Regions from separate parts of the Mus musculus genome. Here regions 1, 2, 3, 5, 6 and 7 are each linked to region 4. Evidence: chromatin contacts called from public Hi-C, HiChIP or PLAC-seq and promoter capture Hi-C data. All regions are on one chromosome and are shown on one strand. Each heading gives the region's core, a stretch centred on a gene start, on an enhancer-like site or on the middle of the called end of the contact. The rest is flanking DNA. Distances are from core to core; before and after follow the strand shown.

Region 1 (3,267 bases), core at 190-2,689, 820 kb after region 4:
AGATATTGCCTGTTCTGTTCTTAATTAATATGTGTGTGTGTGTGTCCCTTGTTTGTGTTGCCCTGCATACCGTAGGGTGGCAGGCCCTAAAGCTTCCAGATGATTCCCCTGTCTTCAATTTCTATCTTGTCACAGAAATGCTGGGGATACCACATCTGGCTTTTTTTTTTTTTTTTTTTTTTTTTTTTTTTTTTTTTTACATTTAGCACCATTACCTGCTAACCCATTCTCCACCCCTACCCCGTCCAACATTACTTTTTCTTTTTGTGAGTTGTGGATCTTCTTTAACCAAAAGGATCCTTCTAGAACTCTTGGATGTCCAAGGTTTCCCTCTTATATCCTTGAGAGGGTTGCTGCTTTCATAGGTACAGCCGTGGGAGGTAGAATGGAAAGGTGACATCCTGGAACACACGAGGGAGGCATTCTGGAATAGACGACAAGGAAGAGAAGCAATGGTCCCACGGGTTATGTGCTGACTCTGTCATTGCTGTGCTTAGGTAGCAACTCACTTCCTCTCATGGCTTCTCTGGCTTCTTCGTCAGATGTTGTGAATGTAATTTCAGAATGGTTTCCTCCACTGGGCGTGAGTCCTAACGTGTGCTTCTCATTTACACTGAGGGGCTGGGGAGACAGCTCTGTTGGTAAAGTGCTTGTCACACAAGCATGAGTATCTGAGTTCAATCTTCAGCATCCACGTTAAAAGAGCTAAATACCCCAGTGCTAGGGACGCTAGATAGGATTCCTGGGGCTCCCCAGACAGTCAATTTAGCTGATTCAGAGAGCTCTAAATCTCACACACACACACACACACACACACACACACACACACACACAGCTTCTTTATCAGATTCATCGTGGCTGAAGTGCTGTGGTCCAGCCTGCTATCTTCAATAGGCTTCGCTCCTAGTGTTTATGGAGTTTTCTGTGTGTGTTTTCCCTTTGCTCGTCCACTCGTGGCTAAAGCAGGCCCCGTCTTGTCCACCTTAGTTTCCCACAGCACTAGGACATTTTACCTTTAAGGATATGCTACTTAATCTCTAACGCTTTGCTATTAAAAGCTTTTGACTTATATTCGGACAGTGCCATCAGGGTGACCTCATGCGGCTCCCGCCTGACTTGAGGCTTTCACTCCCCGCTACAGTAGCATTGACCTGAAAGAATGCCAGGAGAAACTGTGTGTCCCTGGAGTTGGCGTGACCACCAGGTCCTGGGAGTTCCAGGTCAAGCCTGGCTGAAGCTCTGTCCTCCGTGCTCCAAAGCAGTTGGGAAAGGACGTAAATGGGAAAGCAGCTAGCTCCCTTCATCCCACATGCATTACAATTCTCCTTTCACGGGATGACGTGTGTTAATCTTCTGCAGTGAGGCTCAGAAGGGAGTGTTTTATGTCTCTGGCTGTCCCAAAGGATCTGAGAGCTGCAAGAGCCAAGTTCCCGTTGGAACAGGAGATCCACTATTCTGGACTGAAGGAAATAACTGCTCATTCAGTGTGGCCTTGGAACTGTGTGTGCACACTGAGCTTGGCTTCATGTTAGGTAGCTGGAGAACGCAGATCCTGCAGAGCCTGTTGGAGTAAACACATTATTAGAATCATGAGAAGGGTCAGCAAACACACAGGCATTAGCGCGTGCTAAGGACAGCCCACTGCCCTGATGATACTTAATGGTCCAGGGTGATTATCTGTCACAGGAAGATGCCGCAACTGCCTGAGGTAATTTTCTAAAAGGACGTCCTAGTATTGTTTTAGGTGCACTGTTTGTCAAGACTGGTCTGCAGCAGTGGTTCACAGTCTGTGGGTCATGATCTCTTTCAGGGGTTGAGCAACCCTTTCACAGGACTCGCCTAAGACCACCGGAAAACAGATGTTTACCTGATGACTCAGAGTAGCAGCAAACACACAGTTATGAAGTAGCAACAAAAATACTTTTGTGGCTGGGATCACCGTGGCCTTTCTGACCAGGACAAAGAACCCTATTAAAGGGTTGCAGCACTAGGAAGGTTGCGAACCACTGGTCTAGAGGGACAGAGGGACCCTGCCCAGGTGGTGAGCTGCTGCAGATACTGTCACAGCTAGTAAAAGAGGGACACAGGGAGGAAGTTTGCATTTTATGCTTTGTCCCTTCAAACTAGTGCTAGACACAAGGTTTCTCTATGCAGAGAACAGTTGTTGTTCTATTGATCCCTTCTGGGATTTTTATTTGTGCTGAGTCCTATACTGGGCATTCTGAGCAATTCAAGTCAAAGTGGAAAAATCCAGTAGGTGCCCCAGATGTCCCCTGAGGTGAGAGCAGAGATGGGGGTGGGGGCGGGAGGGGGAGTGTCAAGGACAGACCAAGTTGGGAGTCACTTAACCTCAGGGTTCCAATTTGGAAAGCTGGTGTTATAATTGGTATGTGTTGTTTTAGAAAGACCTTCCTACCTCCCATGCATGGTTAGGGCATCAGCAGCCAGAAGGAGGAGGTGAATGGGCTGGGCCTAATGCTTGTTCGCATCCATGCCAGGTCTGACTTTCTTGACACTTGCTGTATGTTACCTTTAGAGGCTTGTGGAGCCTCAGAAATTGTTGGCCAGCCAGCCTACAGGGCCAAGTTCCAGGCCAACAAGAGACCTTATCTCAATCAGAAAGTGGAGGGCACCTGAGGAATGACAACTAAGCTTGTTCTGTGACCTTAACCCGCATATGCTCCTACACACACACACACACACACACACATGCAACACGCACACCCCACATAAAAATAAATGCAGTTCAGTTCAGTGCAGCTGTGGCCTAGTCCATTCCCATGGCTGGTGAGTATCCAGTCGCCGAGGAAATATCTTTAAGAGCCACCCTGAATTAAGGATATCTGTCTACATATCTGAGTGCTGCCTCAGACCTCCGACTTTATTAAAATTGTGTGTTCATGATGATAGTGGCGTGATGATGACACTGTCCAACAGGAAGTTGAAAGGGACTCTGAGGGGCTGGAGTTCACATCATATTCATCACCGCCCCAACCTGGAGGAGATGGGAGATGGCTCAGGGCGAGGTGCGGTGTTTTACATAGGGAAAGCTCAGCACCCTCCCCCCCACCCCCGGCCTCGCTAGCACAGCTAGCTCCAGGCTACAAGGTCCCACCCTAGAGCAGCATCACAAACGCCTTCCCTGGGACCTCTATAGACCTGCAGGACTCCACTGGTCTTTCTACCTCACTTCTTTTCAGCTTGACTTGGAAATCTCCCTGAGACTCCACTCTTAGCTCTCCTCTCAGGAGCTATCAGCTACAGCTA
Region 2 (3,043 bases), core at 123-2,622, 720 kb after region 4:
TCCCAGGCAGTCTCAGTCCAGGGTCAGTCTGTCTCTCTCTCTCTCTCTCTCTCTCTGCCAAACTAGTACAAAATCTGTTCATGCCTCAGCAATGTGTGTCCTGATGTTTGCTAGCAAAGCAAAGGTAATAGCTAGTTGTCATCATTAAAGGATGGCATCTTTCCAGCTGGGGAGAGGTTCCAATCAAAAAGGTGCTTGCCATTACAACATGAAGACCTCAGTTTGGTCCCTAAGAACCCATGTATCACAGACAGAGAGAGACAGAGAGAGAGGAAGGAAAGAAGGAAGGAAGGAAGGAAGGAAGGAAGGAAGGAAGGAAGGAAGGAAGGAAGGAAGGAAGGAAGGAAGGAAGGGGAAGAGGGAAAGGGAAAGGAAGAACAAAACAAACAAAAACAAAACAACAACAAAACAAAACCAAACCCCTGGGCATGGTATAAGTACAGCCCCGGGAAGGAGGAAGAGGAGGAGGCAGGCCCAGGGCCTCACTGCCAGCCAGTTTAGGTTAATCAAAGAGCTCCAGGTTCAGTGAAAGACCCAACCATGGGGGAGGGGGGGGGGACAGGGAGCAAGGGGAGCGAGCAATTAAGGAAGACACTCGAGACACATACACATACTGCAGAAATAAAAAGATGTATGCTCTTGTGCTCACACACAGACATGTGCACACTTACATAACTTCCTGGCTTTTAAAGACCCACTTTTGTCAGGACAGCACAAAAAGCCAAGAAGAGGCTGTTTTTCATTTTTCCTGCCTAACCCATGTTCATCTCCAGACACGGGCAGAAAGCCTATGACAAGGCCAAGGTCTTCAAGTCTCTGAATCCACCATACTTCCAGCAGTCTTGTTGGCTTTGCAAAGCCTCTCTCCTCCATCCCCTGGGGCACAAACACAGGCGGTTTCCATCTTCCTTAGCTATACAAAGGAAACCAAATGTCAGCACATTGCTTTAAGTGAGTTGCTTTTTAAGGTGGATGACACCGGCAGAAGAGTATTATTGGCTCCTAAAATAACGTGGCTGTTCATGGTCGTGATCTCCTGTTTTCTCCCCAGAACACCTTGCCCAGAACATATCCAAATCCCACCTGGAAACCTGCCAGTACTTGCGGGAAGAGCTCCAGCAGATAACGTGGCAGACCTTCCTGCAGGAGGAGATTGAAAACTACCAGAACAAGGTAGAGTTGGAGGACTTTCTCTTCCCACTGAGGCAACATTGGGTGGGGGTGGGAGAAGGGCATTCATTCAAGAGTCCAGACAGACCAAGGCTGACTGTCCTGCATCAGAGCTCAAGTCTCTGATCAGGATCTTACAGCCAGAGCTTTGTTGTCTTCCTGAGATGCTAGCGTGTGAAAGTTCAGCTGGAACAAAGTTTATTGTGTTTCGTAAGTCCTTCCTTTGTGCCAGTTGGGATAACTGGATCGGGCAGCTTCCGAAAGCCTCCACGAGTGAGGATTTGTCCTGATGCCACAGAAAAAGATTCTGAGGTCTAAGAATTGAGGAAAGTACTCTCAGCCCCATGCTACATGCTTCTAGATTAACAAATAGTTGGCTAGAGATTGTGGGCAAAGGTGGGGCTGGTGAGATAGATGGTTCACTGGATAAGAGCACTTGCTGCTCTTCCAGAGGGTCTGAGTCTGATTCCCAACACCCATGTCAAGTAGCTCACCTGTAATTTTAGCTTCAGGGGACCTGAGCCTCTGTGCTACACACACACACACACACACACACACACACACACACACACACACACACACACACAAAGTTAAAATGGCTTTAATAAAGAAGGAGAAGAATGAGGTTTGGAAAGTCTGGCTATAACTGCTCAGAACCAAAACGGAGCCTGACAGGTGATGACCCTACTTGCTTTTCTCTCAACGATAATGACCAATGGGGTCACTAAAGTGTGAGGGTAAGCTGCAGGTAGGGTGGTGGTACTTATTCACTTTGCCTTTGGAAAGAGAAGATATGGAGGCGTTTTCCAGTGATCATAGAAAGTCGGGCTAGGGAAGGACCATGGAGATGATAGAGGTGGATCCTTCCCTTTGCTGTGAAATGGAAGAAAACTGTCATCCCTTGGCTGTGACCACGCAGTGAGAGCATTAACACCATGGCCTCATGTGACTCAACTCCAGGGTTTGATCCCCATCATACTATTAGAAAGAACCTTAAACCAACCTTAAACAACAGGGTGTATCGGAAGAGCAGAGGAGCAAAGCAAAAAGCCCCAGGACACTGTGATGAGTGGGAGGGAAGAAGGGACCGGCAACAGCTCATTTAGTCTGCCTCTCAGTGCAAAGTAGCCCCATCATCCCAGCCACAGAGGAGAACCAGCAAGCCTTGAGAAGTAGGGTTTCGACCTCAGCTCCTCTTACACTGTACTACTAGCTGAGAAGCCTCAGCGTTTTGATGTCATTTCTGAATAGAAGACAATGTGTATGATATGAAACAGGGATGTTATCAAACATAAGGGGGTACAGACAAAAAAATGTGGTTGGTACCCCTTTTCTTCCCTCCCCTCCTCCAAGGAGAGCATGGGTAAACTCCCTAAAATAAATTAACTGCATGAAAAAGAAGATCCTTGTCTTACTGTGTAGCCCACAGCTAAGCAGTAATGTATATTGCTCTCCTGACTTGTGTTGAGCTGTTGGCCCCATACATCCATAATATTCCTCACTTTCTACCCCCCACCTCGCTGCCACCCTCCATTCCATCACCTTCAAACTGTAAGCTAGGAATCTCAGTAGGCAGAAAGGATACGGAAGCAGGCTTTTATAACCTAAGTAACAGAGACTATTTTTTTTTAATCCTATAATCTTTTTTTAACCCATTTCCAAAGAAAGCTTTTTACAAACTAGGAAGCCAGCCCGAGGCTGGCTGCACCAGGGTTCCCAGCTAGTCTTATGCTAATGTGCCTTCCTCTTTCACAGCAGAGAGAGGTGATGTGGCAGCTGTGTGCCATCAAGATTACAGAAGCTATCCAGTATGTGGTGGAGTTTGCCAAACGCATTGATGGATTTATGGAGCTGTGTCAAAATGATCAAATTG
Region 3 (3,000 bases), core at 49-2,548, 890 kb before region 4:
GATGTGATTCAGTAGCAGTATTTGTTTGCTGTGTGTGAGTCCTGGGGGTCATTCATAATTTCCCACCCCCTTAGAAGACACAAAACAAAGAAGAGGCATTTCAGCCCCGGGAAGTAGCACATGGCAGACACAGAGCAGATCTCCATACTAAGAGGCTCTCTTTAGCCTTCGTGGAGCTTCCCCAAACCCTCATTTCATCTTTCTTTTATTATTATTATTGTTATTACTTTGGTTTTTTGAGACAGGGTTTCTCTGTATAGCCCTGGCTGTCCTGGAACTCACTTTGTAGACCAGGCTGGCCTTGAACTCAGAAATCCACCTGCCTCTGCCTCCCGAGTGCTGGGATTAAAGGCATGCGCCACCATGCCGGCCTCATTTCATCTTTATCTCAGAAAATAAGAGTGTCTTTGGATTAACTGTAAGGTCCCCCTGTCTATCCCCACCGACCTCCACTTCCCCATCACCCCAACCCCCTGCCTCTGGATAGGTTTGGCTAGGGCAGAAAGAAAAGGGTAATTTTGGAAAATCAAGTATTTTTAGGGATCTGCCCAAAATCTCCCCCCAAGTCATTCATAGGATTTTGCACTTTATTTATTTACCCAAATCACCAGTACTTAGGGCATCAGGTAGCCCAGACCATGGTGATATCAAGGACAGTCCAGCAGAGGGAGACAGAGGCTAACTAAGCTGCTGACCCGGGACTTAGTCAGTATCTACGATTTTTGAATTAAAGTGAATGCAACCACTTTACTCCAACCTTTTAGTCCAGTGTCGAATCCAAGCAGTCTGGATATGTTAAACGTAGGCGGACTAATGCGTTTTCAATTTCGCAAAACGTTCTGCACATAACCCCATCCTAAACGGACATGCCAAGTTTAGTCTGTGCTTGGAAACAGGTATGCATCCTGAAAAATAGAACCCAGGGGAGCTTATGAGTCAGGTGCCCAGTGGAAGGATCGGATTTACTTAGTTGCTAAATTCAACTTCACGTTTCTTCCTCCTTCCTCACCTTCTCTGAGAGGCCACAAACACTTTGAACTACCAAATTCTCTTTCGCATGGTGACAGGATGCCCTTTACTCATCTGTAAATGGCGCTCCAGCAAAGGGACAGCCAATGTAAGTCCCAGAGCCAGCTCCTGCGACACCTATACAGCTAGCAGCTGGAGATTTAGTGGGAAGGGACGGCTGAAAGGCGGGTTCGGTCTGTTACCTCTTCGGATTGGCCTCTTGGAGCCTGGGCGTGACTTCCACTAAGGTATAAGTTTGGAGCGCCACTGTCACAGCTGCAGTGCTGAAGGTGGAGCCCTAGCTGTGAACTACACGTCACCTGCTTCGTTCCTGCGACTAGTCGGACCCAGCGAGACTGAAGAAGAAAAGGTCTGATTTCTATATATTCATGTATATAGTTTGTTACCATGAGGATGCTCCAAAGGTTGATTCGTGCTGACCCGGAGCCCTAGATTTGTGGGTACTTCCAGAGGGTCAAAGAAGGGATCCACTGGACTTCAGGAGCCCAAATTCAACAGTTTTTCTCTGTGTTGCAGACGCTCGTGTATCCGCCACGCTCGGGCATAAGCTAGAAGGATGAAGCTTCTCGGTCGACTTCGCTCCTCCACTCCTGAGCCTGCCTTCTCCAACGTGCTCACCCCGGGCCGCATCCCAGAGTTCTGCATCCCCCCGCGGCTGCAGGTCCCCGGCGCTCTCGAATCACCGCTTCCCGCTGCCGCACTGCCTTGGCGCTGCGCGGCCGAACCGGACCTGTGGCCGCGCATCCCTGACGACCGCGAAGACAGTGACGAAGACTGCGCGGGTCGCACCGACTGGGACCCGCGCTCCCAGGCTGCGCTCTCGCTGCCGCACCTGCCCCGCGCGCGCACCGTTTACGGCTTCTGCGCGCTGCTCGAGAGCCCGCACACGCGCCGGAAGGAGTCGCTCTTCCTCGGCCACCCCGGCACCCCCAGGCTGGGACTTTGCCACCGTGCGCACACCTACGCGAGTCCGCGCCGAGCATCGGACTCTGAGCTCGGCGCCCCGCGCGACCTGGACAAAACCCCACCAGCCGCTCCAGTGCCCCGTATGCGCCGCCTCCTCCGCGCCCCCGATGGTCTGTTGAGCCGCGCGCTGCGGGCTCCCCGCGGCCGGGCCAGCGCGCGCCCCGCGCCCCGCGGCGACGAGCACGAGCGCGCCGCTTCCTGCGCGCCCCCGGTCCCCAGCAGCCCGGATCCCGAGCGCCTGCAAGCTGAAGCCAGCGTGGCTCTGGGCCGCGGGGGTTGCACGCTGCGCCTGGCGGCCGAGTACTGTCCGCGCAGCGCCTGCCTCCGCCTCCGCCTGCTGCGCGCTGAGGGCCCGGCCGCCGCGCTGGAGCCCCGCGCCCTGGGCTGCCGCCTCAGCCTGGTGCTGAGGCCGTCGGGCCAGCAGCGCGCCAGTGTGGTCCGCCGCAGCCGCAAGGCCGCCCTGGACCAGGACTGCTGCTTCGATCGGCTCCCGGAGGAGCAGCTGCGCCGCCTGGCCGTGCGCATCAAGGCGGAGAGCAAGGGCCGCGGGCTGGAGCGCGGACGACCGCTGGGCCAGGGCGAGCTGCTGCTGGGCTCTCTGCTACTGCTATGAGCGCGGCTTCCCTGGTGCTCTGGACATTTAAGGTTGAGTCGCCTTGAGATGCACAGAGACTCTTGGCCCTCAGATACTCAAGGCCTCTTGACAGTGGCTTATCCCCGGGACACACACAACAGCCTTTTGGCTCTGGTGCACTTTCCCTTTTGTACAAAATAAAAGTTATTTATTTTTCTATCTATAATCTTGCAGCATTGATGTTTTTTCACTTTTCTGATCGCTTTTTGGAAGCAAAAGGAAAAGTAATGCCCCCCCCCCCGTCTATTTACAGTATCTGCTCCTTTTCCAGACCATTTTAATAGTAAAAAGGGAAAACCAACAACGTAAAGAACGTATTTACCCCAGAGTGGAAGAATAAGAACAGAAGCACACTCACATGCTTGCTTTTC
Region 4 (3,134 bases), core at 501-3,000:
AATCCACCCATCTGATTTGAGATAGAGGAGACCATTATAGCACTGTGTACAGGCACCAGCGGATAGTCTATGGCCAGGGATCATTGCAGAGCTCAGATTTAGGTGTTAGAAGCCTTCACATCCCATCCAGATCATCTGGAAGAATGGGCCACAGCTAGGCAGGTGAATACACAGGCCATGGCAAAGATCACTGTGTGCTTGAATCCAATCCACATAACCAATCAACAGCAACTGGCAGGGGGTGTGGGAGGAGCCTTCTTAAACTATTTAACTAGATTTATCCTTTTTTTTTTTTTTAAAAAAAGCATTTTCCAAACCAGAAAATTAGCAAAGTACAATGTCTCCCCATTCTCCCCCCACCGCACACCCCTGAAACACACTTATTTTTGCCACCTTCTGGTAGATAATAATATTTGTGTTGTTAAATTTTTCAGGTTTTCTGGAAGGAAGGTGGGGGTGTAAAAATGAACTGATTTCATTAGCATCTTCAGAAATAAAAGGAAATGGTGGCTTCATTATTGAGACAGAGAAGCCAGCTCTCACATAAGGATATTCACCACCCAGCCTATTAGTGCTGATATTTCCTACTGGAGTTTGGGGTAGAGGTAAGCACTTAATTCTCAGCTTTCCTTAAGTATCAGCTAGTAGATGGGTGTGCTCCAAAGGGAGTTAAGCTCAGAATCATGCCTTATAAAGATAAGACTCGTTAATTATCTGGATTTTTTTTATTATCCAGACGTTATTAATACCTCTCCAGGATGTCTGTCTGCTGTAGATGAGCCTGTGCATTTAATAGCAAAAATACCAGTGGGAATAGGAAACTAGCAGACACACTGGAGTTCAGATGCAGCTAGGCCCCTTTCATGGGTTCAGAAGTCCTTCACCAAACTGACCAAAGTTTTCTTCACAAAATAGTGGCCTGCCAAACAGTTTCTGGATCCTTCATGGAGGAAAAAAAAAAAAAAAAAAAAACACGGCAAAAGAGCTTGAAAGAGACCTCTTCCCATAACACTAGTTACTGGCTAGACATATGCATCCTACAATCACAAAATTTATTTTAGACTCAGTCATATCTAAGACTGGAAACCCCAGACTGTCCCATCCCAAAGTAAAAAGCGCCAAGTTTGTCGTCTGGTCCTCCCACCTTCCTCCTTCCAGAGGGTTGTCAGTCAGCTTCTAATTCCCTTTTAGTTTTCCCCAGCCTCGGACCGAGCTTGCAGAGAGCTGCAGTTACCAGCGAGTGCCCCAACGCGGATAACCGGATTTGTCTCCTCCTCCCAAGCTGGCTGCGGATAGGAGACACCGAGTTACTGCCCCCGAGGGAATCTCAAAAGTAGACAGAGCCACACGTCGCCGACCGATCCTTTCTGTAGCTGGGTTAAAGAGGAGAGGGAGGATCGGGGCGCAGGAGGCACCCCATCTTTCTCCTCCCTCCCTCTTCTCCACCTCCCAAATTTGGCAGCCTTGTGTAGCTCCCGGTCTGGGGTCTGGAGGGTGGAGAGTGTGGGTGCGGGGGCCGGCTGGAGACGCTCTCGCTAGCGCTGCCTGTGGCCAAACCCGCCTCACGTCCCCTCTCGGCCGCACACGCGTCCACCGCCACTCGCGCGCTCGCTCGCGCTCTCGCCTGGCTAGGTCCCTCCTGCTCTCGCCCGTCTCCTTTTCCTTTTTTTTTTTTTTTTTTTTTGGTACCATAGAGTCGCTCTGAAAACAGAAGATAGAGGGAGTCTCGGAGCTCGCCATCTCCGCCGATCTCTACATTGGGAAAAAAAACATGGAGTCAGCTCCGGCAGCCCCCGACCCCGCCGCCAGCGAACCGGGCAGCAGCGGCTCGGAGGCGGCCGCGGGCTCCAGGGAGACCCCGCTGACCCAGGACACGGGCCGCAAGAGCGAGGCACCGGGCGCGGGGCGCAGGCAGAGCTATGCGAGCTCCAGCCGAGGTAGGAGACGCTGCGACCAGGCTCCGGGCAGGGGGGCGGCGGGAGCGGTGCGCCGAGCCCGGAGGGGACCAGGCACCCCGGGGGAGCGCGCGCTCGGGGAGCGGGCGACACGCGGGGTCCCCGGGACCGGTGCACGCGCGCGCGAGCCTATCGTGGTGCCCTGAGCGACCGGCACCCCCGCCCCTCCCCCCGCGGCCCCCCACAAATGTTGCAAACTTTTGCAAGCCAGTGCTGGGCTTGCGGGAGAGGGCAATGGGGGACGGACCCGAGCGTTGACAGCCAGACGACTCCAACCCCACCTCCCCCTTGATTGCATGTTTTATTTTCTGCAAAGAAGAGCTATCCAAATTAAATACGATTCCCCCCACCAAAAAGAAACCGAGATGGGGGAGTGGGGGTAAAGAAACTTTTAAAGCGGTAGTGTCCTTTTAAGAAGGGGGAGGGGGTCTGTTTGTGGCTACTCGCTTTCTCGGTTACCTTTTCTGCTTTTGACAGTTTCCCTCATACCCATCCCCACCACCCCGCGGTAGGAATCGAGAAGTGTTCGAATCCTCCCTCTCCCGGAAAAGCTTGGAGGTTCGGGAGGAGTGAGAGACCTAGAAGTCTCAGGGGGCGGAAGGGGGGCGACGCGGGCAGCTTCTCTTCTGCAGCTCTTGGGGGTAGGCTTGGAGGACAAGGCAGAGAGATCCGGGTCCCAGCGCGCGGGATGTTGTGGAGTTGATTTTCCCCGCCGGGCAAAAGGAAGAAGCGCAACTTTGTAGCCGTGGGTTCGGAGCCCGCAGTCCTAGAGGAGGCTGGCAGGGGGCGTGTGCAGCGCGCGGAGGGAGGGCAATGGTGGAGTGGGGCGCTCCACGCGCGATTGGAGGGAGCGGCTGCGAGGCAAACAAGCCGAGAGAGAAAGCCGAGAAAAGCACCCAAACTTATTTCTGCTCTGGGAATCCTCCGCTCGCCGCGATGCCCAGCGTTTCTGCCGGAACCTGGGGTTGATCGGAGTTGAGTGCTGGTTGGCCAGGGCTAAGGAGGCAGCCCTTCCTGGGCCTTTGGTTCATTTTGTGTTGGTGTCTGGAGTGTGTGAAAGAGAGGACCTGGGGAGACAAGGGTGCTTGCTCCTCTCCGGTCGTTTTCCAAAAGTGGTCTAACCGGGGGAGCGCGGGTGGGGGGAGCTGACTTCTTTCTTAAAGGTGTCAGAAGCTGCTG
Region 5 (3,100 bases), core at 490-2,989, 820 kb before region 4:
GAGGCTGAGAGTGTGCCAGGACCAAAACCTAAGAGTGTCTCAGGGCCAAGAAGCTGCAAGTGTTCCAGGACCAAGAGGAGGCTACAAGTGTCTCTGGGCCAAGAGTCTCTGTGCATCTCATGGCCAAGCGACCTTAGGTGTCCAGGGCTCCAGGGAAGCCGCGCTCATAGCAGTAGCAGAGAGCCCAGCAGCAGCTCGCCCTGGCCCAGCCGCCGTCCCTTGCTCTCCGCCTTGATGCGCACGGCCAGGCGGCGCAGCTGCTCCTCCGGGAGCCGGTCAAAGCAGCAGTCCTGGTCCAGGGCGGCCTTGCGGCTGCGGCGGACCACACTGGCACGCTGCTGGCCCGACGGCCTCAGCACCAGGCTGAGGCGGCAGCCCAGGGCGCGGGGTTCCAGCGCGGCGGCCGGGCCCTCAGCGCGCAGCAGGCGGAGGCGGAGGCAGGCGCTGCGCGGACAGTATTCGGCCGCCAGGCGCAGCGTGCAACCCCCGCGGCCCAGAGCCACGCTGGCTTCAGCTTGCAGGCGCTCGGGATCCGGGCTGCTGGGGACCGGGGGCGCGCAGGAGGCGGCGCGCTCGTGCTCGTCGCCGCGGCACGGGGGGCGCGCGCTGGCCAGACGTCGAGGGGCTCGAAGTGCGCGGCTCAGCAGCTTGCCCGGGGAGCGTAGGAGGCGGCGTCTGCTGGGAGCAGGAGTGGGCGTCGGGACCCGGGCAGCGTCTGGGTCGCCCGGGGCAGGGCGCGGAGCGTCCGGGACTCGGCGGGGGCTCGCGTAGGTGTGCGTGCGGTGGCGAAGCCCAGGCCGGCGGACCGGGACACCTGGGTGGCCGAGGAAGAGCGACTCCTTTCGGCGCGTGTGCGGGCTCTCGAGCAGCGCGCAGAAGCCGTAAGCGGTGCGCGCGCGGGGTAGGTGCGGCAGCGAGAGCGCAGCCTGGGAGCGCGGGTCCCAGTCTGTGCGGCCCGCGCCGTCGTCGGCCTCCGTGTCTGCAGCCCAGGCTTCGCGCAGCGCAGCCCAGGCCGTGCTAGGTTCCAGCCTCGGCGGGATGAAGAACTCTGGGATGCGGTCTGGAGTGAGCACGTTTGCGCACGCAGCGGATGAGCGAGCTTTGGAGCGGTGGACGCGCCCCGGGAGAAACCCATCTCGGTCCCGCAAGAGCCGCTCCAGACACCACATCTGGCCGCTAGTGTCTGAACCCTGTGATCCTGTTCCAGGCTGCCTGCAACACATAAACACATACCAGTCAGAGACAGTCTGGAGGAAAGCAGGAATTTCTGTCTCTTTTCTTTGACATCGTCCTGTCCTGAGCCTTACAAGACAAAATGCATCCCTCACCACAATTACAAACTGTTTTTACAGATTGAAAAACAATCGTATATCGCCCACCCTGTCTCTAGTCAGATGCCAGGTAGATTTGCAGTTTGCTTCAGTCTTTTCCGTCCTACCTCTTTACCTTTGTCTTCTAACTTGCGCCTCTGTCCCTAGTTCCAAGAGGCGCTTTGCTTTGATCATTTGTGCACTCATTTCCTGAAACCTTAAGTGTCTAGTACACTCTAGTTCTGCGCGAGAACACACACACACACCCCAGAAATGGTTTCTCCTTCTAGAGAGCTTCGGGCCACCTGGGTCTAACACCCAGGAGGGAACTGGATTCCCATTCATATACCTGGTATTCAGAGTCAGATGGTTTTCCAACCCGGAGAAACGCGGAGAAATTCAAAAGAGCGCGGCAGAGTTGATTCCTGATGTTCCAGGATAGCTGGTCCGGGCTTTTATACGAGCTGTCACGCTGCTGCTTGGTAACCTGACGCCTGGCCCTCCCAGGTCCCTCTGCCACGTGGATGGATTTGCTGAGCTGATCCTGCAGCTAGTTCTGCTGTGGTTGGAGCTGTTCTCTAAAACCCTGAACGAGTTTGTTTCCTCACATGGAAAACAAGATTTAGTGTGGACCATGTCGCAGTCCTTGTGAGGACGGATGGGCAAAATGAACGTGAGTGCACAGAAGCACTCTGCACGCACCATTGGAAAGAAGCCAGAAATCGGGTTTGTCTTACCCAAATGGCCGTTCCCATCTCCCACCTTCTTGCTGCCAGCATTGCCTTTTTTTTTTTTTTTTTTTTTTAACTTTCTGCTTTCTGTTCTGATTTTAGAGGTCATTTCTCTGTTGATTTTAAATCACTCTTGGGTGGTGGTGGGGGTTATGGGGTTCCGGAAACGTTACATATTTGTCTTGGGTGGGGTTACAGGGGTGTATTCCTATGTAAAGAAATCATCCAGTGTACACTTAAGATATATATTTTAAAATAAAAAAAACCACAGCCTTCTTAAGCAGGATGCTAATTTTTAACTAGGGATTCAATTATACTCCACACATCCAGCCACTGGTATCGTCCCTTTGGAAACACACACTAGCCATATCTGACCTTTGCACACTGTGTCTATCTGAGACCTCCATCCTTTCTCTTGAAAACTGGTGTTTATCCTTTAAGAGAGTTGCTTGCAGCTCGAGTGGAAAGAGATTCCGAAACATCTGGATCAGAGTATGGACATAGGGTATTTCTGAGTAGCTGCCTTGCAAATTAATGGCCTCTTCAAGCAGTGTTGAATGAGTTAGTCAACTTTAGGCAAGTGGGGGGGGGAGGTTCTGTTTGGGGCATGTCCTGTGTGTGTTTTGCATACAGAACATACAGGTAATGTGCTATAAAGTTGTCACAGAAACCTTAGGAAATTTGGATTATCCATGTTTTATAAACAAACACCTCCCCCCAGCACTTCAGATGTTAAATAACTTACCCATTGTCACTAAGGAAGGAAATGAAAGGAATGCCCATTAATGAGTAGTAAATGCATTATTAGGGGAGTAATATATATTGTTACGCAACGTGAATGGAACATAGCAAATGTTAAAGACACAAGCAGTGAGTTCTGCTGTTCTAGTGTTCTGTGGCATCAGTTTGGTTACTTTCAATGAGAGTGGGAACAGTGGCAGAAATTAAGAACACTGGCTTTGAATTCACGGCAGACAGGTATCTTACTATGAGCAGCTTATTATGAGCAGGTTACTGAGTGTTTCTGAGCCTTGGTATCCAACGTAAAGACCACAATAA
Region 6 (3,024 bases), core at 243-2,742, 740 kb after region 4:
GGAAACTGGGGACTACCAACCTTACCTTACAATGGATACTTCATGGGGGACTCAGAAGTGAAAGAAAGATAACATCATGGGTGTGTTAAAACAGTAATGTTACTAGAAAATACACAAAAGACATATAGAAGAGAATCAGATATTTCAAGCAAGTGAAAGAGGGAAGATTAAGATGAGTAAACTTGAAAGGGGAATATTTATTTATTTATTATTTATTTATTTTTATTTTTAAATATTTATTTATTTATTTTCGAGACAGGGTTTCTCTGTGTAGCTCTGGCTATCCTGGAACTCACTCTGTAGACCAGGCTGGCCTCGAACTCAGAAATCTGCCTGTCTCTGCTTCCCGAGTGCTGGGATTAAAGGCGTGCGCCACCACACCCAGCTTAAAAGGGGGTCATCATTTATGGTTCTAGCCACAACATCTTGTCTTAAAAGATTTATTTTTATTTAAATGTCTCCATGTGTGTACCACATGTGTTTGGGTACTCTCGGAGGGCAGCAGGTAGGAGGGCAGCGGGTAGGTACCAAATCCTCAGGAGCTGGATAACAAATGTTTGTGAGCCACCTCATGTGGGTGCTGAGGACTGAACTTGAGTCCTCTGGAAGAACAGCAGCAAACAGTCTTAACTACCAAGCCTTTTCTCCAGCCCCAGTAACACTTAAAGTGGCTCGTCACTCTCTTTTTTGATCCGTTTACACACGATGACTTAGAGTCCCAAAAATCAGAAGTTCTGGAAAAGCCGGTTTTAGTTTTGGTCCTTCTTGCACTCAACACCAAACAGAAAATATTTGTGCTTAATCCATCTCTTTTTAATGAATTGCTGCAAGAATAGCGTGAGAGACTCGAAGGCCCACTAGCAGACATTGGCCTATCTCTAAAATGAAAAAGAGAGTGGAGTGGAGATTTTGGGTGTAATGAGAGCCTAGTATGTGTTGAGTAGTGCGCTAAATATAGCTTCATTCTTTGTCTTATTTAGACCTTTCCAAAACCCTTATCTGTATGTAATAAAAATTGATGATAGGGGCTGAATATGTAACTTGGTAGGGTGCTTGCCTGTCATCCTGAAAGATTAGGTTCCCTTTCCAACACCGTATACATGGGGTGTGGTGGTAGTGCATGTCTGTAATCCCAACACTCAGGATGTGGGGGTCATAAGGATGAGAAGTTCAAGGTTAGCCTTGGCTGGAGTACATAGGATATTTAAAGTGAACCTGCCCTACTTGAGACACTATTTCTAAGACAGACAGACAGACAGACAATCAAGCACACACATAAAAACTACTGACGAGTCAGGATCAGAATGAGGGAAGCCTGAAGTTACAGCCTGGGTCTACCTGGTCCCTTAACACTGTGGCCAGTCCTCCCTTTGCATTCGCGCGCAGGCCCGTCCCGCGGCGCTCGCGTGACGTCATCACGCGCGGCCGTGCGGGCGCCCTCGGGGCTTTTAAATGAGGCCTTCGTAGGCGGGCAGCAGTGAGTTCAGCACAAAACGTGTGTGGAAGCGTCGGCTTTTCTCGGGGGCCAGAGCCGCTTGGGACCCTGAGGTGGGCGGAAAGGCGGCTGCGCGCCGACTCCGGCTCGTCGGGAACGCGAGGGGCGGGAGAGGGAACATGGCGACGCGGGTCTGAGGCAGCGCCTCACCGGACTTTGCTCACAGGCCTTCCTCGGCGGCTTCCCTCACGTGTCTTCCTCGGCGGCTTCCCTCACAGGCCCTAAGGCTTTCCTCATTCGACCCCTCTCCTTCCCCGATACTTTTGTCTCCCTTTGCTTCTCTGTAGTTCCCTCCCCTCCCCCTCAGCCCCACACTCAGGGGAAAGGAGAGGTAGGTGGTAGGCGGAGAGGGACGCCCCTGAGACCCCATAGGGACCCAGAGGCCAGTTCCTGCATTGGACTCCTAAGTATCTCAAGGCCGCACGGGATGACAGGGACAGACACCCAGCGTGAGTGAAGAAGTCAAGCTACAGCGTTAATTCCGATGACACCTTTAAAGGTGCCTGTGAATTGTTTTCTGGAGTTGCTCGCACCTGAGTGTCACAAGTGCAAAGTTCTCTTTGAAAAGGACACGGTCCCTGGGATCCAGAGAGCCTTTTCTGTGTGCATCGCATGTCATAGACCGCCTCCATAGCTGTATATAACTAGAGGAAATGGAAACACGATTTGTATTGGTGGTAAGGGAGTGAGGGGAAGGGAAGACAGCCCTGCCATAATGTAAACAATGCGAGAACACAGGGCACCCTTCTGGTTTGGGGTCTTACTAACTCAGCTAATGTTGAGGCTAACACTCCTTGCATAAGTTAAAGGGAACGGATCTTTGCTACAAAGAATCGTTCTGCCTGCCTGTGTGTTTTAGTCACTTGAGGTAGATGCTAATCAAGCAAAGGCTTTTTATGACCCAAGGTGATATAGGTTTGATCTTGACCTTTTGTTTGTCTTCAGTTAACTGTAGACTCTAGGAAGGATCCGACCCTCACTCTCTGGGAGCCTTCACTGCCCAGCTGAAATAATTGTGGGCTAGAGTGAAGGAGAATTCTAGGAAGATGAGCTCTAGCATAACCATGAGTGAACCAAGGCTGAACTGGTGAGTTGGTCCTCTTCCTGATCCACTGTGAAGGAACAAGCTGGGGATGGTGGGTATCATAGGAAAGGAGATTTCTGGCCTGGAGAGATTTTATAATTTTTAGCCACCAGGGTCTCAGAAATTACCCTGTTCATATACCAAGTTTGTTGAGTTATAGCTGACTGATTTTTAAAGATTTTTTTTATTATGTATATGAGTACACTGTAGCTGTCTGCAGACACACCAGAAGAGGGCATCAGATCCCATTACAGATGGTTGTGAGCCACCATGTGGTTGCTGGGATTCGAACTCAGGACATTTGCTGAGCCATCTCTCCAGCCCCCTAGCTGGAAAGATTTCAATTCCTAAAATGACAACCTAACACTCAAGTTCTTAGTTATAATTTTATATCATTATTACAGTTTTCTTGTGGAGAAGTGCTCGAATTGTTGTCAATATTTCA
Region 7 (3,168 bases), core at 303-2,802, 800 kb after region 4:
CCAGTAGTCAGATAAACAAGGTTTCTGTCTTTAAAGCTGCCCACACTGAAGCACTATGAATGTAAATCAGACATTGTATCAAAAGGGATATCTTGTTTTCTGTTTGTCACTCTGCTGGGGCCAACTTCACAGCTACCTGTCTATGTGACAGTGGGCACTGTGCCTATCTCTTCCCCTAACTGTCATCCTTTGGTTCCTAGGAGTGAATTGAGACCGTAGTGGAAAGTATAAACAGATGTTGATATCAGAAGGGACCAGGGCTGGGAAGATAGTGGCCTAAGATCTTGTAGCTTAAGAACCTGAGTTCTGTTCCAAGTTCAGGTAGAAGGCTTTTTGGCCAACCAATCTTGCCTAATTTGTGAGCTCCAGGCCAAAGAGATACCTTGTCTCAAATAACAAGCTGGGCCAAGGTGGGTGCTCTGAAGGGACAGCATCCTAGAGGCTGACAGCGCCTTGCAGGTCATGTGTGATACACGTGACCACGTGTGATACGAGTGAACCACAAGCACACACAACTAGATGGAAGAGAATCGTTAGAACCTAGAGAAAGCAGAGAGGTAGACTCTGCAAGGACGGAGTTGAAAGACCTAGTGTGACTGGGCAGCGGTGGTGGTGTACACTTTTAATTCCAGCACTGGGGAGGCAGAGGCAGGCAGATCTCTGATTCCAGACGAGCCTAGTCTCCAGACAACCAGATCTATACAGAGAAACCCTGCCTTGAAAAACAAAAACAAAACAAAACAAAACAAAACAAAAGAACCAAAACTAGTGTTTAAGGTATTTCCAGCTCTCTTGCTAGCTTGAAGTTTAATGCGGTGTGAACAGTCACCCACAAACACAGTTCACTACTGCGTTGTTTCCTGGAAAAGCAAGCTAGAAAAGAAACAATATGACCCAGAGAAACAGTTTGTCAAGGAATGAGAAGGGGGAAAAACCTTCAATAACCTACAATTAGGAAAAGACCGTAGGACCTGGGGTGTATTGGAGTACTGGGGGAAGGAGGTACCTTCTAGCCTTACCTCTTAGTCTCCCTAGCTGGTTAGAGGCCTCTCCGCTTTGATTTACAAGGCGGAGTAGACTGTGTAAAGCAGGGCCAAGCGAACACCCTCCTCACACTGCTCCAGCTGGTGACCAGAGGTTAAGCTAATATGTTTGCAGACAGTGATGGAGAGCTGGGTGCCAACGGCCCAGTTCAGAGGAATCCAAATATATGCGCCTTGAAACAATTCTACCCTCCATTACCTCGCTGCCTAGAAGCCTTTTAAAAGCAAAAGAAGTGAGTTGGGCAAGCCAAGCAGCTGAAATCTTAATAACCCAGAGCCAGCCTGAGCAGGGCCCTGTACTCTAGGAGTAAGGGGATTTGGGCGGGGGAAATGGGTGGATACTTGTAGGGCCTGGGGAGGCGGTGGAGCTGTCACGTAGGGCAGGACTGGGCTTGGGCTACGTTCCAAGTTGGATGAGTCACCCAGCAGGGTGGGAACAGGCCGGGGAGGGAGGGGATGTGGGGCGGCCTCGCGCTGGGAGGATGGGGCGGGTATAAAAGCCCCACCCAGCCCAGCCGGGCTGCTCCGCTTCAAGGGAGGCTCTCAGCGATACGTGCCCGGCCCAGGTAAGTGGGGCGCGGCCCGGTCGCCCGCTATGGCCTCGGGGTTGCGGTGCTGAACGGGGAGCGGGCAGGCTCCGGCGATGGGGACCCCGGGAGGCACGGAGAGGGACCCACTCCACCCGGTGATCTGCGAGGCCCTGCAACAGAGTTGCAAAGTGTCCCGCAAGTGACCGTGCTCTTTGCATGCCACTCTCCTGAGGGGTCGGGGCGCAGGGGTCGGGGCGTGCTTCCCCTTGAGGTTTCCTCGGAACGGGGAGACCCTTTGTGGGGCGGGGAGCCGAGGGGGCGGCATTCCAGACGTGCTAGATGTCAGGAGGGGGACTGGGTGTGGCCGCTGGGGGAGCCTCCGGCCCAGCAGTGAGAAGTCCCACTTCGCTTTCCGCACTGCGTTCTCTCACTCTGGACCGTAACTTCTGCAATTTCAGGTGAATTTCCTTGCAACTGAGGGACGTGCCTTTGTGGAGTCGGAGCAGGGTACCTGGGGGAGGTCCAGGGGGCACCAGAACCTCAAGTCTTGACTACTGGGTGCCCTTCTTTACAATCTCAACTCAGTCTTCGTCATGAACGCTAGATTGTCTGCTAGGTCAGCGACCTCAGACTTCATTTCTTCTGGGGAGTTTGTGGCTCGCTTAGAATGTGTGCAGAAGGAAGTGTCCCCGGGTGGTTGTAGGGAACGTTGCCTTGACTGTGCTGATGCCACCATGAATCAGTTGATAGGGTCTATAGAAAAGGGCGTGGTTCCTGGGCCTCAGGTTCCAAAGCTGGCGCGGAGGGCTGTGGTTGGAGAAGTTTCTTTATCTATGAAAGTGGTTTCCGAACTCTGCTGTTGATAGCGCCACTCACACTGAGTTATTGAAGGTTTCCGAAAACAAGTTCATTCAAAAATAGCTAAATAAAGCGTACTGAAACAGTGTCATGCAAATGTAAAAGCAAAGCAAAGGCAACAAAATAACTGTTACTTGAGACAGAGCCGTAATCTCAACACTCAGAAGACTGGAGCAGCAAGATCCCTTTTGAATCCGACCTGAGCTACATAGTAAGTGAGATTCCTGTAGGGGGAAAAACCCAACTACCAAAAAAAAAAAAAAAAAAAAAAAAAGAGAGAGAGAGAGAGAGAGAGAGAGAGAGAGAGAGAGAGAGAGAAAAGAAAAAAACCATGAGCTTATGATCACGATCAAGCTTATTGGTAATTGGTAGAGTACCGTAGTAGGTTGAACTTCATTCCCAGAACTTGAAAAAGCTATTCATGTGTGAACTATTATGCCATATTCAACTCCAGCCCTTAAAAGCAACCATAAACTCTTGGAATTCAAGATCCTCAGCCTGAAACACTCAGGAGTATAATTAGGTGGGTCTGCAACTTGGACTCGGGAAGCCACTTCCCTGCCCAACCCCAACAAAGCTATAGAATGTGTTTGGAATCCCAAGCTAGCACCAGAAAAAGATTAATTTGCAGTGTATCCGAGTTCTGGCTAAAGGCAGGGGAGCAGAATGCAAACTGGGGAGGGTGAGGGGTGATCTGTGGGTAGGAAGAATAAATCACTGATGTGGGGCTCAATTTT

Evidence for each region. Promoter capture Hi-C pulls out the DNA fragments that hold promoters and counts their contacts. A called contact is a pair of places that touch in the nucleus more often than the background predicts. HiChIP or PLAC-seq counts read pairs in DNA pulled down with a chosen protein or histone mark.
Region 1: a Hi-C map of uterus shows a contact between it and region 4, with 4 times the contacts expected there. The contact joins the enhancer-like site here to the promoter of Rora in region 4. A contact is called at or near these places in 3 of 39 promoter capture datasets (the 3T3-L1 cell line and hippocampal neurons), 2 of 484 Hi-C or Micro-C datasets (muscle stem cells and uterus) and 1 of 115 datasets of contacts at active chromatin or transcription factors (embryonic forebrain).
Region 2: a contact with region 4 is called in a promoter capture Hi-C map of liver, with 2.4 times the contacts expected there. The contact joins the enhancer-like site here to the promoter of Rora in region 4. A contact is called at or near these places in 5 of 39 promoter capture datasets (the 3T3-L1 cell line, hippocampal neurons, liver and 1 more) and 4 of 115 datasets of contacts at active chromatin or transcription factors (craniofacial prominence, embryonic midbrain, forebrain and 1 more).
Region 3: a contact with region 4 is called in an H3K4me3 HiChIP or PLAC-seq map of embryonic limb bud, with 4 times the contacts expected there. The contact joins the promoter of C2cd4b here to the promoter of Rora in region 4. A contact is called at or near these places in 3 of 39 promoter capture datasets (embryonic stem cells, liver and stem cell-derived epiblast-like cells) and 1 of 115 datasets of contacts at active chromatin or transcription factors (embryonic limb bud).
Region 5: a contact with region 4 is called in a promoter capture Hi-C map of embryonic stem cells, with 4 times the contacts expected there. The contact joins the promoter of C2cd4a here to the promoter of Rora in region 4. A contact is called at or near these places in 4 of 39 promoter capture datasets (cranial neural crest, embryonic stem cells and frontonasal cranial neural crest), 2 of 484 Hi-C or Micro-C datasets (both in embryonic stem cells) and 3 of 115 datasets of contacts at active chromatin or transcription factors (embryonic stem cells, forebrain and stem cell-derived neural progenitor cells).
Region 6: a promoter capture Hi-C map of liver shows a contact between it and region 4, with 7 times the contacts expected there. The contact joins the promoter of Ice2 here to the promoter of Rora in region 4. A contact is called at or near these places in 3 of 39 promoter capture datasets (hippocampal neurons and liver), 3 of 115 datasets of contacts at active chromatin or transcription factors (embryonic forebrain, fibro-adipogenic progenitors and stem cell-derived neural progenitor cells) and 1 of 9 other capture datasets (pancreatic islet).
Region 7: a promoter capture Hi-C map of liver shows a contact between it and region 4, with 6 times the contacts expected there. The contact joins the promoter of Anxa2 here to the promoter of Rora in region 4. A contact is called at or near these places in 5 of 39 promoter capture datasets (cranial neural crest, hippocampal neurons, liver and 1 more), 1 of 484 Hi-C or Micro-C datasets (embryonic stem cells) and 2 of 115 datasets of contacts at active chromatin or transcription factors (astrocytes and neural tube).

What each region holds. Positions count from the first base shown.
Region 1 is chr9:69,476,197-69,479,463 of GRCm38.p6, forward strand. All of the region lies in intron 4 of Anxa2 (annexin A2), which reads left to right. Among named protein-coding and RNA genes, the nearest start is that of Mir3109, 21 kb to the left of the region's middle. Within about 2 kb of position 1,440, at least 76 of the 459 cell types and tissues checked have an H3K27ac peak or open chromatin away from gene starts, as enhancers often do. A contact at or near this core is called in muscle stem cells and uterus, where this site is marked.
Region 2 is chr9:69,370,164-69,373,206 of GRCm38.p6, forward strand. Rora (RAR-related orphan receptor alpha) reads left to right here. Exons shown (of 11, transcript NM_013646.2): 6 at 1,052-1,173; 7 at 2,926-3,043. Among named protein-coding and RNA genes, the nearest start is that of Gm15511, 7.4 kb to the left of the region's middle. Within about 2 kb of position 1,373, at least 6 of the 459 cell types and tissues checked have an H3K27ac peak or open chromatin away from gene starts, as enhancers often do. A contact at or near this core is called in liver, where this site is marked.
Region 3 is chr9:67,758,139-67,761,138 of GRCm38.p6, forward strand. C2cd4b (C2 calcium-dependent domain containing 4B) reads left to right here and starts at 1,299. Exons shown (of 2, transcript NM_001081314.2): 1 at 1,299-1,378; 2 at 1,546-2,795. The coding sequence starts at 1,586. The coding sequence ends at 2,608. M5C1000I18Rik (RIKEN cDNA M5C1000I18 gene) reads right to left here and starts at 2,092. Exons shown (of 2, transcript NR_153961.1): 1 at 1,010-2,092; 2 at 575-905.
Region 4 is chr9:68,652,036-68,655,169 of GRCm38.p6, forward strand. It overlaps Rora (RAR-related orphan receptor alpha), which reads left to right and starts at 1,751. Exons shown (of 11, transcript NM_013646.2): 1 at 1,751-1,937. The coding sequence starts at 1,772. It overlaps Gm31325 (a long non-coding RNA gene), which reads right to left and starts at 1,756. Exons shown (of 2, transcript XR_379584.1): 1 at 1,690-1,756; 2 at 1,032-1,373.
Region 5 is chr9:67,830,591-67,833,690 of GRCm38.p6, forward strand. C2cd4a (C2 calcium-dependent domain containing 4A) reads right to left here and starts at 1,740. Exons shown (of 2, transcript NM_001163143.1): 1 at 1,660-1,740; 2 at 1-1,212. The coding sequence starts at 1,169. The coding sequence ends at 165.
Region 6 is chr9:69,396,506-69,399,529 of GRCm38.p6, forward strand. Ice2 (interactor of little elongation complex ELL subunit 2) reads left to right here and starts at 1,493. Exons shown (of 16, transcript NM_145618.3): 1 at 1,493-1,548; 2 at 2,441-2,582. The coding sequence starts at 2,542.
Region 7 is chr9:69,452,131-69,455,298 of GRCm38.p6, forward strand. It overlaps Anxa2 (annexin A2), which reads left to right and starts at 1,553. Exons shown (of 13, transcript NM_007585.3): 1 at 1,553-1,609.